Regions from separate parts of the Mus musculus genome. Here regions 2 and 3 are each linked to region 1. A link is a contact called in public HiChIP or PLAC-seq data. All regions are on one chromosome and are shown on one strand. The core of a region is the stretch at or near the end of the contact, and the rest is flanking DNA. Distances in the headings are between cores, read along the strand shown. Region 1 has its middle 7.9 kb from the start of Gm52008. Region 2 has its middle 26 kb from the start of 4930465M20Rik. Region 3 has its middle 90 kb from the start of Gm24986.

What was found. HiChIP or PLAC-seq counts read pairs in DNA pulled down with a chosen protein or histone mark.
Region 2: a contact with region 1 is called in an H3K4me3 HiChIP or PLAC-seq map of the SCID.adh cell line, with 9 times the contacts expected there. The contact joins two enhancer-like sites. A contact is called at or near these places in 6 of 115 datasets of contacts at active chromatin or transcription factors (the SCID.adh cell line, T-cell acute lymphoblastic leukemia, double positive thymocytes and 3 more).
Region 3: a contact with region 1 is called in an H3K27ac HiChIP or PLAC-seq map of T-cell acute lymphoblastic leukemia, with 3 times the contacts expected there. The contact joins two enhancer-like sites. A contact is called at or near these places in 3 of 115 datasets of contacts at active chromatin or transcription factors (T-cell acute lymphoblastic leukemia, embryonic basal ganglia and memory CD8 T cells).

The regions. Positions count from the first base shown.
Region 1 is chr12:107,116,865-107,121,179 of GRCm38.p6, reverse strand. No RefSeq gene overlaps it. Among named protein-coding and RNA genes, the nearest start is that of Gm52008, 7.9 kb to the right of the region's middle. Within about 2 kb of position 1,874, at least 31 of the 459 cell types and tissues checked have an H3K27ac peak or open chromatin away from gene starts, as enhancers often do. A contact at or near this core is called in the SCID.adh cell line, T-cell acute lymphoblastic leukemia and memory CD8 T cells, where this site is marked.
Region 2 is chr12:107,759,656-107,763,844 of GRCm38.p6, reverse strand. No RefSeq gene overlaps it. Among named protein-coding and RNA genes, the nearest start is that of 4930465M20Rik, 26 kb to the right of the region's middle. Within about 2 kb of position 1,529, at least 6 of the 459 cell types and tissues checked have an H3K27ac peak or open chromatin away from gene starts, as enhancers often do. A contact at or near this core is called in the SCID.adh cell line and T-cell acute lymphoblastic leukemia, where this site is marked.
Region 3 is chr12:106,309,229-106,313,715 of GRCm38.p6, reverse strand. No RefSeq gene overlaps it. Among named protein-coding and RNA genes, the nearest start is that of Gm24986, 90 kb to the right of the region's middle. Within about 2 kb of position 2,480, at least 73 of the 459 cell types and tissues checked have an H3K27ac peak or open chromatin away from gene starts, as enhancers often do. A contact at or near this core is called in T-cell acute lymphoblastic leukemia and memory CD8 T cells, where this site is marked.

The DNA.
Region 1 (4,315 bases), core at 625-3,124:
TTTAATTTTCTTGGGTTCATAGACTCTCTTTGGCTGGAGGAGAATCTAAACTAGCTCTGTTTTCTGTTTTGAATGAGTGAGCTTATTAGGCGCGTGGCAAGCAAAAGAGCAAAAGAAAAAGCACGTATAACTCGTAGCAGAGAGAGGGAGAAGCAGCAGGCAGACCAGCAAACCGCCGCCATCAAATCAGGTGCTCACTGCGCACGCGCAGTGGGAACTCCTGAGCAAGGTGATGCGGACAGCCTGGGTTCCGCATTGAGCTTTCTCTCCACGGACAAGCTTCCAGGTTCTCGCTCCCACTGCAGACATTCTGGAGAAGCAACAACGGTGTCTGCTATAAAGTTTTCAATTTTAGTTGTTTTGCTGTTCTCTCTACGGGGGTGGGGGTGGGGGGGAGTGGGTTGGTATTTTCAGAGCCAGCTTCTCTGTGAACTCAAACAGTGCATGAACATTTACTGATGTAAGGTATATTACAATAGACATGACATGTTTTTAACTAAGACAGTCTGGCATCAAACCTTGTGCCCTCTCCTGCTCGGAAGAGGCCACTCACGCGTACTGAACCCACTTTGTTGGCGGCTGCACCAGCGAAGTCTGATTTGAACTTTATCCTTGATTTGAACTTTGCTCTTATTTTCTGGATTATAGAAGAAGACTTTCGTGGTTTTCCCATAATAAGGCATTTGAAACTAGATGGGAAAATTACCCTTTCTTGTGCTTCCTATTTTTTTTAAAAAGGAGGGATTTTTCTTTATGTGAAAGATATGGTCTGACCTTGACACCACTGGCAGACCTCTGGGTCTCTCTGAACTCTTTTAAGTGTCCAGGACTGACTCTGGGCATCTGAATTCCAGGCATCTCTTACCAAATGATGGTGTCTAGGAGTAAACTTCCATTTCTGTTTCTGGACTCTGGTGTCTTGTTGCCTCATTTCGTTGACTAATTCCAGTGTCTCTGGATACACTCTCATTTCCCTGGTAGAATTCTGGTGACTAGACTATGGCCATTTTGTAATCTGATCTCTCTCTCTGCCTGAATTTTAGGATCTCCGATTGAATTCTGGGACCTCTGACAGAATTATAATTTCTCTGACTGAACCGTGGTAGCTTTAACTCAAATTTGATGCCTCTAACTCAACTCCAGTGTGTCTAGTTGTACCGTAGCATCTCTGTTTGTACTGTGGTGTCTGACTGAACTCTGGTACCTTTTATTGTACTCTAGTGTCTCTGGTTGTGAGCTTGTATCTGACTAAACTTTGATTCTGAGCTGGACCCTGACATCTCTGGTTGGACTCTGGTATCTGACTGAATGTCTCTTTTATGTGTAAGTACAGTGAGAGGCCATTGAAATTTATTGAAATTCTATGTATTATCCATTGCTCTCCTTTGCTTTCTGTGTCTGTTGCTAACAATTTAAGGCCAACTCCTCACACCTTCTTAGAAACTCTTCCGTGACATTCATACCTAGCTCTCACATCTGAGCTTACTCCAGAGAGTGGCAATTATTTCTCTCCCTGGCCAGTCAGTAACAGCCTCCAGAACCTTGGCTTGTCTCTTGAAGAACATTCTTCTCCAACTGTGATCTCTCTTCCATCCTCTAATGAGCATCGACTCTCTTGCCTGTGCAGTCTGTTCCTTTAAGAAATGCGACCAAAGAGATGGGAGCTAAAGGAAAAAATAACTCACAAAGAATCTGCAGGACAATGTATGACGATTACTTTCCTTCCCATCGTGAAGTCCTGCCCCATTTTATTGCTTTCGGTTAGCGACACTCTTTTCCAGAAGAATCTGAGTTCTGGTCACATTGTGCTCTCACGGAGGAACGCCCCAGATTGGCAGGTGCTTCAATCGAGTTAACCACAAGCCATGGTGTCAACTGGCTAAACACCCACTTAAAAGACGTGGGACAAAGCTTAGGGCAGCCACCTGCATATTCCCTCACACCAGGACTCAGGAGACAGAAAGGCTAAGTCTGAGTGGGAAGGAAGCAGGGGAGAAGAAGCTGTAAAGGATACAACCCAGGCCAGTCACCCGAGACAGCTATTTCATGGGAATCTCTTCCTGATGCTAGACCCTGAGGGCAGGGGCACACAGCCACAGCAGCGTTGTTCTGAGCTTGAGTTTTAAACATGAATCAGCCTGAAATCAGCTCTTTACAAAGGCTCGCTAGAGAAGTCCATGTTAAAGACTTGGTACAGGGGGGGGGGGGGGGGAAGAGTACAGGCCTCCTCTAGGGAGAAGCAGGGCAGCATGTGCATGGCCCATTGACTCTGGCCCATGTGTGGCCAGCCTGCTTCTTGGTTCCCCCATGTAAACAGCTAAATGCTCCTATCAAGAAGTGCTAAGGCCAAGATGAAGAAGGCAGAAGCATGCCTGAATAGCATGGCAGCCTTTGGATGCAGAGCAGGTAATCTGTATGGAAGTGAACATAAGGGAAGAGAACCCATCAGTAAAGTGCTCAGAGTTTGTGGGACTGGGTATGTTCTTCATGGCTGAACTTTCCAAAGACTGTGCTTGTCATTTAAGATCAATAAACACAAGGCTCTGCAGGCTCACTGCGAGGCAAAGCATCAGGACCGGAGGATGGCCATGCCAAGTCTACCCTCACCCCACTGACGAGGCTCTGAGCCCTGCCTTCTCTTGATAAGGAGTGCCCCCTGTCTTCTCTTAGATGCCAGCACATAGCCCCATCATCTCCAGAGTTCTTGGTCAGTGTTTGCTGTAGAACCTCAGGGTGAGTGGTGGGTGGAGCAACTTATTTTCTACAAAAGAGTCAGGGACTTGTTAAATGACCTCAACTCCTAGAAACCAGAACATGTTAAGATTTTTTTTTAATGTTCCCTGAGAAAGACAATTCTAGTCTTTGGAAGTGCCAGGGTTGTTGCAGAGCCTATACTTTCAAAGGCAGCTGAAGAGTACCCTAGAGAAGTCCAGGAGGAAAGAAACATTCAGAAAGAGGCAAGAGTGAATCCAAAGTACTCCATCCAATGGGTGCCACTCCTTCTAAATAATTAAGCTGATGACCTGGCCATGACTTCTAACTATGATTTGGCTTAATTGATGAACAATAAAACACCAGAGTTCAGCAAGGCAACAAAGAGCATCAAGACCAAAATGTGAACGTGATATTGTTATGCCGAGAAGAACGCATCTATAAATCCCCTTCTGCCTCCTTGCAGGGACTGCAGATGAATATCCTCACACTGAAATTATTTTGGAGTCTAAAGTCAGTTTTGTAAAATGCTCATGAGGAAAGGAATATCACACAAGACATAATTCTAAAACTCGGGTGGGGATAGAAGATATGCACACACAGAGGTGTGTGCATATGACATTCTGTTAGTGAGTGAAGCCCAAAGGAGGAGATGATGGTTTCAGCAAGGAAGGATGGTGGTGAGGTGTCATGCAGCATTCTCTATGTGCAGACCACAGGCTGGCTGCTTCAGAGGGGCATCTCCTTTGGTCTCCCCACAGGGTTGGTGGAGTGTTGAATTTTCTGCAGAAAAGGGGTAACATAATTGCCCGGAGTCCTTAGCTCTACAGTAGTGGGAGAACTGAGCCTCACACCTAGGCAGGGGGCCCAAAAACTCTCATGCTCATCTAACTGTCCAGCTTGAGTGAGAAAAGATGCTAGTGGAAGGAGCTTAGGCCATACAGTAGCTACTCACCTCATGGCTGGGCCAAAGCATCCAAGAAAAAGCAACTTAAGGAAAGACAGAGAGAGTCATGTAGGAAAGAGCCTGAAGTGGCTGGTCACATTGCATCTGCAGTGAGAAAGACAAGATAGATGGATCACAATTCACTGCCTTCTTACTCATTCTGAGCTGAGATCCCAGACTATGCAGTGGTCCCACCAACATTTAGAATGTGTCTTCCCTTCTCAATGAACTTTTTATATATATATACATACATACATATATATATATATATATGTATATGTATATATATATATACACATATATACACATATGCATATATGTATATTGTGTATATGTATATGTGTGTATATATGTATATATGTATGTATATATTACTATATATGTATATTAATGTATATATGTATATAGGTTATATGTGTATATGTATATGCATATATGCATACATGTATATAGGTTAAATGTATATATGTCATATGCATATATGTATATATGCTATAGGTATATAGGTATACGTATACACACACCCATATATCTCAGATATCTTTGGATAGTTGTTTCTGTGGTTATTCTAAGTTCTGTCATGGTGACAGTAAAGATCACCCACCATACACACCCACATTTGATCAGCCCACCACCTCCCTGCTGGGCCTCAGTGTT
Region 2 (4,189 bases), core at 280-2,779, 640 kb before region 1:
GGAGAAGCAGCATCACCCAGCTGGGCAGAGCCAAGCCAGTGCCAAGGGCTTTTTTTTTCTGTTTGAGAAGTTCATGCATTCATGTTTTGATCAGCTCCACTCCTCTTTTGTTTCTCCTCATTTCCTCCTCTCTCTCCGACTCTGCTTCTCTTTCCCAATCTCCTGTGCTTAGATTTTGAAAACCCCACTGAGTCTACTTCATGTTTCCTGTATGTGTGTGGGTGTGGATCCGTACGCAGGATAGTGGGCAGACATCCATGGGCACAAGTCTCTCAAGGGCCTCTGTTCTAATCATCAATAAAACCTTCTCTGATGGGTCAATAGTGCCCCATATTCTGTGTGGAGGGTATGGCCTTGGGGACTGGTAGAGCTGGAGACATCAGACTTAGGACCAGAAGTGATAGATGATGTTCAGGTGGGGGTTGGGGGCTGGATGTGAGCTGGGATATGTGTTGGGAAGAAGACCTTGGTGGGTGGTCTAGGCTGGAGAAAGGCTGGTTAGGACCCTTGATGACTAGTGTTTGTTATCAGTGTAACCAACAGTAGAGTCATCTGGTAGTCAGGCCTTTGGTCATGGCTATGGAGGTGATCTCGACTGTGTTGTGCTGAGAAGACCTGCCCACTGTGGGTGGCACCATTCCCTAGGTGGAATCTTGGGCTGTGTAAGTAGAGAGGGAATTGGATAGCAGTGGACTCACCGCCCTCTGCTTCATGATTTTGGATGCCACACGACTAGTTGCTTCAGGATCTTCCTACCACACAGCCTGACTCATATCCCACTTCCCATGATGCACATGAGCTGTGGCGTCACAGACCATCTGCCCTTAAAGAAGCAATCTGGGAGTCTGAGGCACACACTCACAGGGCTAGCTTGCCATCAGAGTCTGAAGACAGGCCTTTGTTGGAAAGATACATGTCTCCATGCTTCTCCGGATGTGGTTCCGCTCTGAGTCTTTCAGATTGGTGGTTTCAGTTGTCCCCTGCCTGGCTTCCTGTCAGGAACACCCACCATCCTACCCTGTCAGTTTGGAATGCAGCTCTTGGGGCCTTCTCCTCCTCCCTGTCAGTTTGAAGCCAACCCCAAGGGATGGTGCCACTCACATTTAGAGTAGGCCCCCCTCTCTTCAGTTACCTCAATCAAGAAAGTCCAGCAGGGATCCTCCCAGTGGTTTGTCTTCTAGTGAGTCTAGATTCTGCCAGTTGTCAATATTAAGGATCACAGAGCCCAAGGGTGCTCTTCTAATGAAGATAGCTGAAACTTTCCCTCACTCCCCTGTCTATTGGGAAGGGGTTTGGGAAACCAAGGCACAGAGGTGGCTGGCCTTTCTATCATCCTGTGGTTGGATCCCAAGACTGGCATCTGCATCTGGACTAATGGAGCCTGAGAGGAGAAAGGGGGCTGGCTGCTTTGATCTTCATTCTCTCCTCTTCTGCAAACAGCTCACTGGGAGGTTGGGTCCTGCAGGGTGGGGCAGGCCCCACAGCTAGTGGATGTCTCGGTGCCAGGTGCTTCCTGGTGGCCAAGGCCTCAGCAGACAGAGCTGGGAGGAGCGGGGTTGGCCTCAGCAGGCCCTTGCAGAGGGAGCTGGGCTGGGGCTGCTGGTGGGGAGCCTCTTGGCCCCAGGTCTCAGAGATTCATTTTGAAAGGATCAGGAGAGAGGGAATGAGTGTGGGCCTGTCTTGTCTCGTGGGCCACGGTGCCAAGGAGAGCCCACTCTCCATACCTATCTTTTTTCTGGATTCTCAACACCCAACCTGGAAAATGTAGAGCCTTAGGCTGCCGCCCGTGGACTTGGGACTCAAGGGCTGACATGGAAGTTTAGTGTCATATAGTCAGATACACTTGTTTTCAAACCCAGCCTGTGTCCTGAGATGGCTTCTGACAGCTCCTTCTTTCCTTCTTTCCTTCTTTCCTTCTTTCCTTCTTTCCTTCTTTCCTTCTTTCCTTCTTTCCTTCTTTCCTTCTTTCCTTCTTTCCTTCCTTCCTTCCTTCCTTCCTTCCTTCCTTCCTTCCTTCCTTCCTTCCTTCCTTCCTTCCCCCCTGACCTTCCCATTTGTCCCTCCTCCCTCTCTCTCCTTTCTTTCAGTTGTGGTGTGTATATATGAGTGTGTGTGTGTGTGTGTGTGTGTATGTGTGTGTGTGTGTGTGTGTGTATGTGTCCATGTGTGTCCAGGGATGTGTGTACACATACATGTGGAAGCCATGGGTCATTCATTTGTGTCATCCCTCAGGCATCATTTGATTTCTTCTCATGACAGTTTCTGTCACAATTCCTCGGCTCTTCACTTAGATTGGGCTGGTGGCCAGTGAGCCCCAGGGATCCGCTTGCCTCTGACTCCCGGCTGCTGGGATTCCCAGTAGCTACCACCACACTTGGCTTACCATTATCAAGTGTGGGTTCTGGGAACTGAACTCAGGCCCTCATGCTTGCAAGGCAAGTACTTTACCCACTGAGCCACCTCTTCAGTGCCAATAACGAGTTTCTTTACCTTGCAAAATGTAGGTAGCAACACCTACTTAGTCCTGCTGTAGCAATACCCACCTGTCCCTGCTGTGGTGGCTGTCAATGCCAACTGAGCCATACTTGCAGCTGGATGTGGTGCTGGGCACGGGACATGGGGAATGACTGTGATCTCAAATATACATCAGACCCAAAGAGAGGGCCTTGTATTAGTTAAGGCAAGCTCCAAGCAAGCATCTGCTAGGTGGTACACTGTGTGGCTGTCTGCATGTAGACAGAGAAACCCGTCTGGAACTTGGTAACCAGAGCTGACCATCCAACTGGGAGGAGTGATGGGCAGGGAGGCTCTGCATCCCTAGGGTCTAGGATGGCTGCAGTGGGGTGAAGGAAAAGGAGCCCTTAGCTTCTACCAAGGGAAGTGTGAACTGTGTAAGTGGATCAAGAGGTTCTAATGACTCAGTATCCCCAGGGCTCAGTGGTCATGTCAGGAGCCAGGGATGCACAGGAAAGAGTCCAGAGTAGTGAGAACTCTGCCCCAGGAGATGGGGGTGTAGTGTGGCCTTTGGGTGGGATTTGGAAAGGTAGGATGGTGTTTGTGCCCCATCTGCTTCTCTTCATCCTTAGGGTGGAACGCAGCCTGAGAAGGCTCATCTCCAGGCTGCTCTGCTCACCTAGAGTCTGGGGACTCTCAGGTCAGGAGCAAGGATCCACCCTCCAGGTCCCTTGTAGCCTAGGAGCTTAGAGTTAAAGCAGTAGGACAAAAATCCCAACACTTCTCAGAGGTACATGAAGCTCTATCTGCCTTGCTCTGGAGTTGCAGAAAACAGGGGACGAGAACATAAAGTCAGGACGTGTGACCCTCCTGGCTTGGCAGATACCATGTCTCCCATTTCCCAGAGTTCACACTCAAAGGCACCTCTGTGGCCCTGGCTTTGGCCTCCGGTCTGGATCAGTGTTAACAAATTGCTCTTACTCCCCAGGGAACCAGTGGCAAATGACAATGAGGCAGGCAGACCCAGGAATGATCTTGGCCTCTAAAGCCCCCCCCCCCCCCAGCCCTCTGGGGAGGGACACTCCAGTGACCATTGTCAACCTTCATGTTCATCACCTGTGTGGACAGCTTGCAGACAGGATAGTTGAAGTCTTGCCCCTTGGGTAGCATTCTAAGAGAGGACGCCCTGCGCTGGTTCAGATATCACTAGTAAGACTCAGGGGCTCTGGTAAGAGTGACATTTCCTGGCCAGGGTGGTGGTTGGCAGTTGGTGTAGGCTCCGCCCCACTGTTACCTGGCAACAGACAGGTATGCCTGACTCACTCTAAAATGGCCTGCTTGCCCCCTCCTCACTCTCTTGCTCTCCCACTCTTGCTCCCTTACCCTCTTCCCCCTCTCTCCCTATTCTCCTCCCACCTCTCCATGTGCTCATGGCCGACCTCAACTCCCCCCACTCTCTCTGTGTCTCTCTCTGCCTTTCTCTCAACTCCCCTCCCTCATATCCTGAATAAACTCTATTCTACACTATACCTTAGTGTGTCTGGACCCTCAGGGGGAGAGGACGCCTAGCATGGGCCCGCAGAGGCACCCTCTCCCCCCACATCATACTGCACTCCACCAAACATATTCCTTCCTTCCCTATCTTTTTATAAAACACAACAGTGGTCACAGCAGAGGTTGGAAGGTAAAAAAAAAAGGCAGAGTTGCGGGAGGGGCACCCCAAGAAGAAGGAATC
Region 3 (4,487 bases), core at 1,231-3,730, 810 kb after region 1:
ACCTGCTACAAGGGCATATGCTATGGAGAGCATAGTAGGCTCTTTAATTAGTATACACGTGCATTGTGTGGCTCACGGTAGTCGCTCACTGCTTAAGTTCTTGGGGTGTCGCTACCTATGTGAAGCTACCAGTGACTCAAAATGGGGTAGATCCAATAGACCCAGAGGTTAACATGTCTTTAACCATCTCTTTGAGAAAATTATTTTCAAATGGCTAGGCTTCTGCAGGCATGGCTCTGGAGCTTAAGGTCCTGGACATGGTAACTCTGTACTGGAACAAGATATACCAAAAAAGATGCTGTCAGATGAATCAGAAAGGGGGGGGGGGGCAGGTTTCAATTCCTGCAGCAGAGTTGCTCTTGGCTGAATGGCCTTATATGAAGGAGCTGACACATCTGTTTATCACCCCCAATTGCTGAGTGAGTGTACGGAAGTTCTTTTGCCTCTTTGAACCCATGGTAGAGCCTAGCAATTATCTTCCATGAGGTCAGTTCTGAGAAAACTCAGGGTGACTGATGCTTCATGACCTCTGACCCTCGATGTCTCCAGTACCAGACTCTTGTCAGGGTTCCCAGAACACGAACCAATTATGAGTGTTAGGAACAGTGCCCACTGTGGGTCAAGGAGAGGGAGGAAATGCATCCCTCGGGGATTGGGGGGGAGAGGCAATAGGCTAGACAGAGTTTGAGAACGGGGAGAGAAATACAGGGAAAAAGAGAGTGAGAAGGCAAGAAGGCGGGAGTGAGGGAAGACAGGGTCAGTAAGGAGCCCTCCCCTGCTCTTAGGCAGCTCGTGGGTCTGAAGAGAAGCAGCCATGTTGTGACCCTGTGGAACACTGCCTTAGCGGGCACTAAGGAGTATCTCATCTAATCCAAAGGCTCCAGAGGGTAAAACCACACTGCCACCTCTGCTAGACAAACGAGGCTACTGTTGTTGAGTGACGAGGGTCAGAATAGGAGCCCAGGCAGTGTGACTACAGATGCCACAAGAACGGGGAACATCAAAATGTGGTTGTGGCCAGGGCCACACTTAAAGCAAGAACAGGAGGGAAAACATGAGGGGAAATGACCCAACTCCTGCGTGAGCAGGGAAGGGTGCAGAGAGGAAGGCTTAAGAAGTACCTTAAAAAATATATGGCTGCTTGCTATTCAGGTGAAGAGCAGAAAGCATCGCAGAAGGAAACAGAAAGTACTAGTTACTGAAAGCCAGTCTGCCATTTGTGTGGGATGCGTCCATCCAGGCCATCTGGACAGGGATCTCTGAAGAGCTGGCTGCCGGTGACACCATCATCTCTGGAGCAGGCACTCAGAGCTGCTTCGAATGGCTCCCACTGTTACAGCGGTAATAAGACCCAGAGCGGGGCTGGAAGCTTCCTTTGAGAGTCATTCTTCAGGAGTCCAAGGGAGGCGAACGAAAGAGAAATTAAACACAATGCTGTGTCACGAACTTTGACCTACGTGTCAACTTAGAATTTCAAATAAAATTAGAAGATTTTTCTAATAATTATATGGGATGGCAAATAAGGTCCAGGGGCAAGCACATGTGGCAAAAAGTGACTAATTGTATTTTGCAAAAAGGCAACGGGTGCTGACCCTTCCCGGGATAATACTGCACAGAAGCCAGAGAAGAGGAAAGGTTACCAGCAGTTAATGTTAAATAGTGATCCATCCGCCACACACACCCCCACCCGCTCCTCCATATTCATAGGAAACAACCACCATCCATATTCATTGCCTGAGAAAGAGTTTTAAAGTAGCAAACATGCGCTTGGAAGGCTTCAGTTCTAATCAGAGCGCTTCCCCTTGATGGCCGCCATAGGCTTTCCTGCCAAACTCAAAATTAAAGTAAACTAATAAGGAAAAAAGGGGGTGTGTGCAACAGTACAGGAATAGTCTCCCTTAAGAGAGACAAGGGTGCCTGCTGTCAGGGGTCATCAGCTGGGGGCTTCTCAGCTGTGCACAAGAGCATCCCGGTGCTGCTCTGAACTGGGATCCCAGCTACCCCATCGGAGCCAAGCTTCGTCACAACTCTATGCCTCCATTTCCTCTGTAGCATGGCCTAACAACAGGCCCTGCCTCAAAAGAGAAAATTCAGAAAGCCACATTTCCGTCCATGGGCTCTGAATGGCAGTTTCTGGGCTTATGTCCTTGTCTTAGTAGTTCTGTAGGAAAACAGAAGTTAGAATTGAGAGAGAGACAGAGACACAGAGAAATAGAGACAGAGACATAGAGGCAGAACCACAGGCACCTAGAAGGAGAGATTTACATATGGTGGAGGATACAGGGAACCCAAGACACTCACTTCATTCCATGTGGTGTTCGCCTTGCCCTCTCCCCCACCCACACCGGGCCCTGAAGGCACCAGAGAGACTCAAAAGTCGATTTTCTCTGAAATGGAACCCACCCCAGTAACATGGGCAGGAAGGCAGGAAGTTGAGCAGAGCGCAGGCAGGTGTCTCACAGATTGTGATCTGAGAGCCCTCCCCTGCTGCGGGGGTCGCTTGCGCCCCCGCGCCCAAGCTCTGCGATCAGGGAGATTAGGGCCGCACTAGGCAGAAGGGCAGATTCAGAAAGGAAATGCGACGAAAGCGAAGAAACAAAAAGGAAGCTGAAAACAGTTCCGCGCCCAAAAGAAAAAACACCACAGGGCGCTCGCTCCGGAGCCTTGGGACATCGCGAGTCCCGCCAGGCTGGTGGCCTGTGATTACCTCTGTCCCCCAGCCACCGAGTCTGCGGAGGGGGGTCTGCTATGAGCAAAGTGAAATCTGTTTAAATCGGGTTGCTCTTTGGAGAAATAGCATTTGGGAAAGTGCAAGCGCTCTGCGGAATTCGGGACTTGTCCAAGGGTGGCGCTGAACCTGGTGGCTAGGAAACTCGGGGTGTGCACCCCCAGCCCGTGAGGCCCTGTGATGAGAGATAGCATTGACGAATCCGAGTTGAGGGTGAGAATCACCCCAACACCACCTCCCAGGGACCACAGGTCTCCCTGAAGGTCAAGGGTTCCCGGGTCAGCCTGGCAGAGCCTCCCAAATGAAATGATTCCCCAAGGAGAGGGCCAGCAGCCAGCACTGCACTACAGCGCTGCCGCTGCTGGGAAAGTGGGCAATTGCAGACAGACCAACCACCGACTAACCCAGAGTCTGGCTTCCTAAGCCATTTAAAGTCCTGCTGTGCTTTTGTTGTAAAGTTCTTCACAGCCACCGAGTAAAAATTTAAAAATAAAAACGTAATAATAATAATACATAACAAAAATAAGAAGAAAAAAATTTTTGAAAGCATGCAAAGCGGTCTTTAAAGGGAAACCCACATCACCATTTCCTCTTGGAGCCCCACCCTTCTGGAAGACCTAAAGATGGCTGCACCCAGCCCTTGCCTTTCTGCTGCTCCCTACGCTACCCCTAGGACTCTGGGTTTTCTTGAGGGTTTATTTTGTTTTCCTTTGGTTTTTAAGGCAAGGCAGGAGTCTGTCCAGCAACAGGTGGCTGCTTGTGCTGCAGGCGGCTGCCCTCCTTGTCCTGGGCAGCAGCGGGGAGCAGTTTTGCTATGTCCTCTGTTGGGTTTTCCTGTAATTCCCAGGACCCTCCTGCCCTTCCGTATTCTGTTGAGAATGGGCATGAACCAGATTCCTGGAGTCATATAAAAACTCCGTTATGGTTTACAAACAGCTTTGAAACCATAAGAAATTAATTTTTTTAATTACAATTTTGTTCCAGCCAAACAGGGACCCGAAACATTAACTTTCTTTACCAACCAAGGGTGTGCGATGAAATCGCCCAGCTGACCGAGGAAGCAAAAGGTTTATAAATAAACGCTTCCAACTGACGCCAGCATGCAGAGGCACCGCAGAGCTGGCCGGGCAGAACCTTTTCACCTTGGTTACTGTCAGGAGATTGTGTGGCATGGCCACAAGCGGACATCCTGGGACTTTGTTCCATATATAACCAGGAATAAATGTCTGTCCTGACTCCCTGGGTTCCTTCAGTTACTGTGAGACAGATCAGACAGGCCAGCACTCAGCATCTTTGTGACAGATTAAATAGTGATCCGATCAGGCCTTGACCAGATTCTTGGGTACTGATGCTGCCTTTTGTAACAGTGGAGGCTCAATATTCTCTGTCTTATTCTCAGCCCAATGCTATAGATGATCAAATGTGATTAAAAAAAAAAAAGAGTAGAGACACCAAACCTCGCTCCGGCTGAGAACCCGCAGAATCGGGGTACTGAGGCCCTTGCAGCATCCCACACAGGTGTGTGGAGTTCCCCCAGTTCTTCACGTTATCAACCTTGGACTGGTGCTCCCGTTCTGTTGTAGTTCCACCTCCACCTCCCTCCACCCCCGGGGGGACTTAAAACTTGCTTTTCTGAGCCTTTGATTAAATGGCATGTTTTGAGACGTTCCCTTCCCCATGCCGGTCAATAATAACTGTGCGGGGCTTTGTGGGAGGCCCCTTGGACGCAGCAGTTGAAAGGCGGGTGTTACAGTCAGAT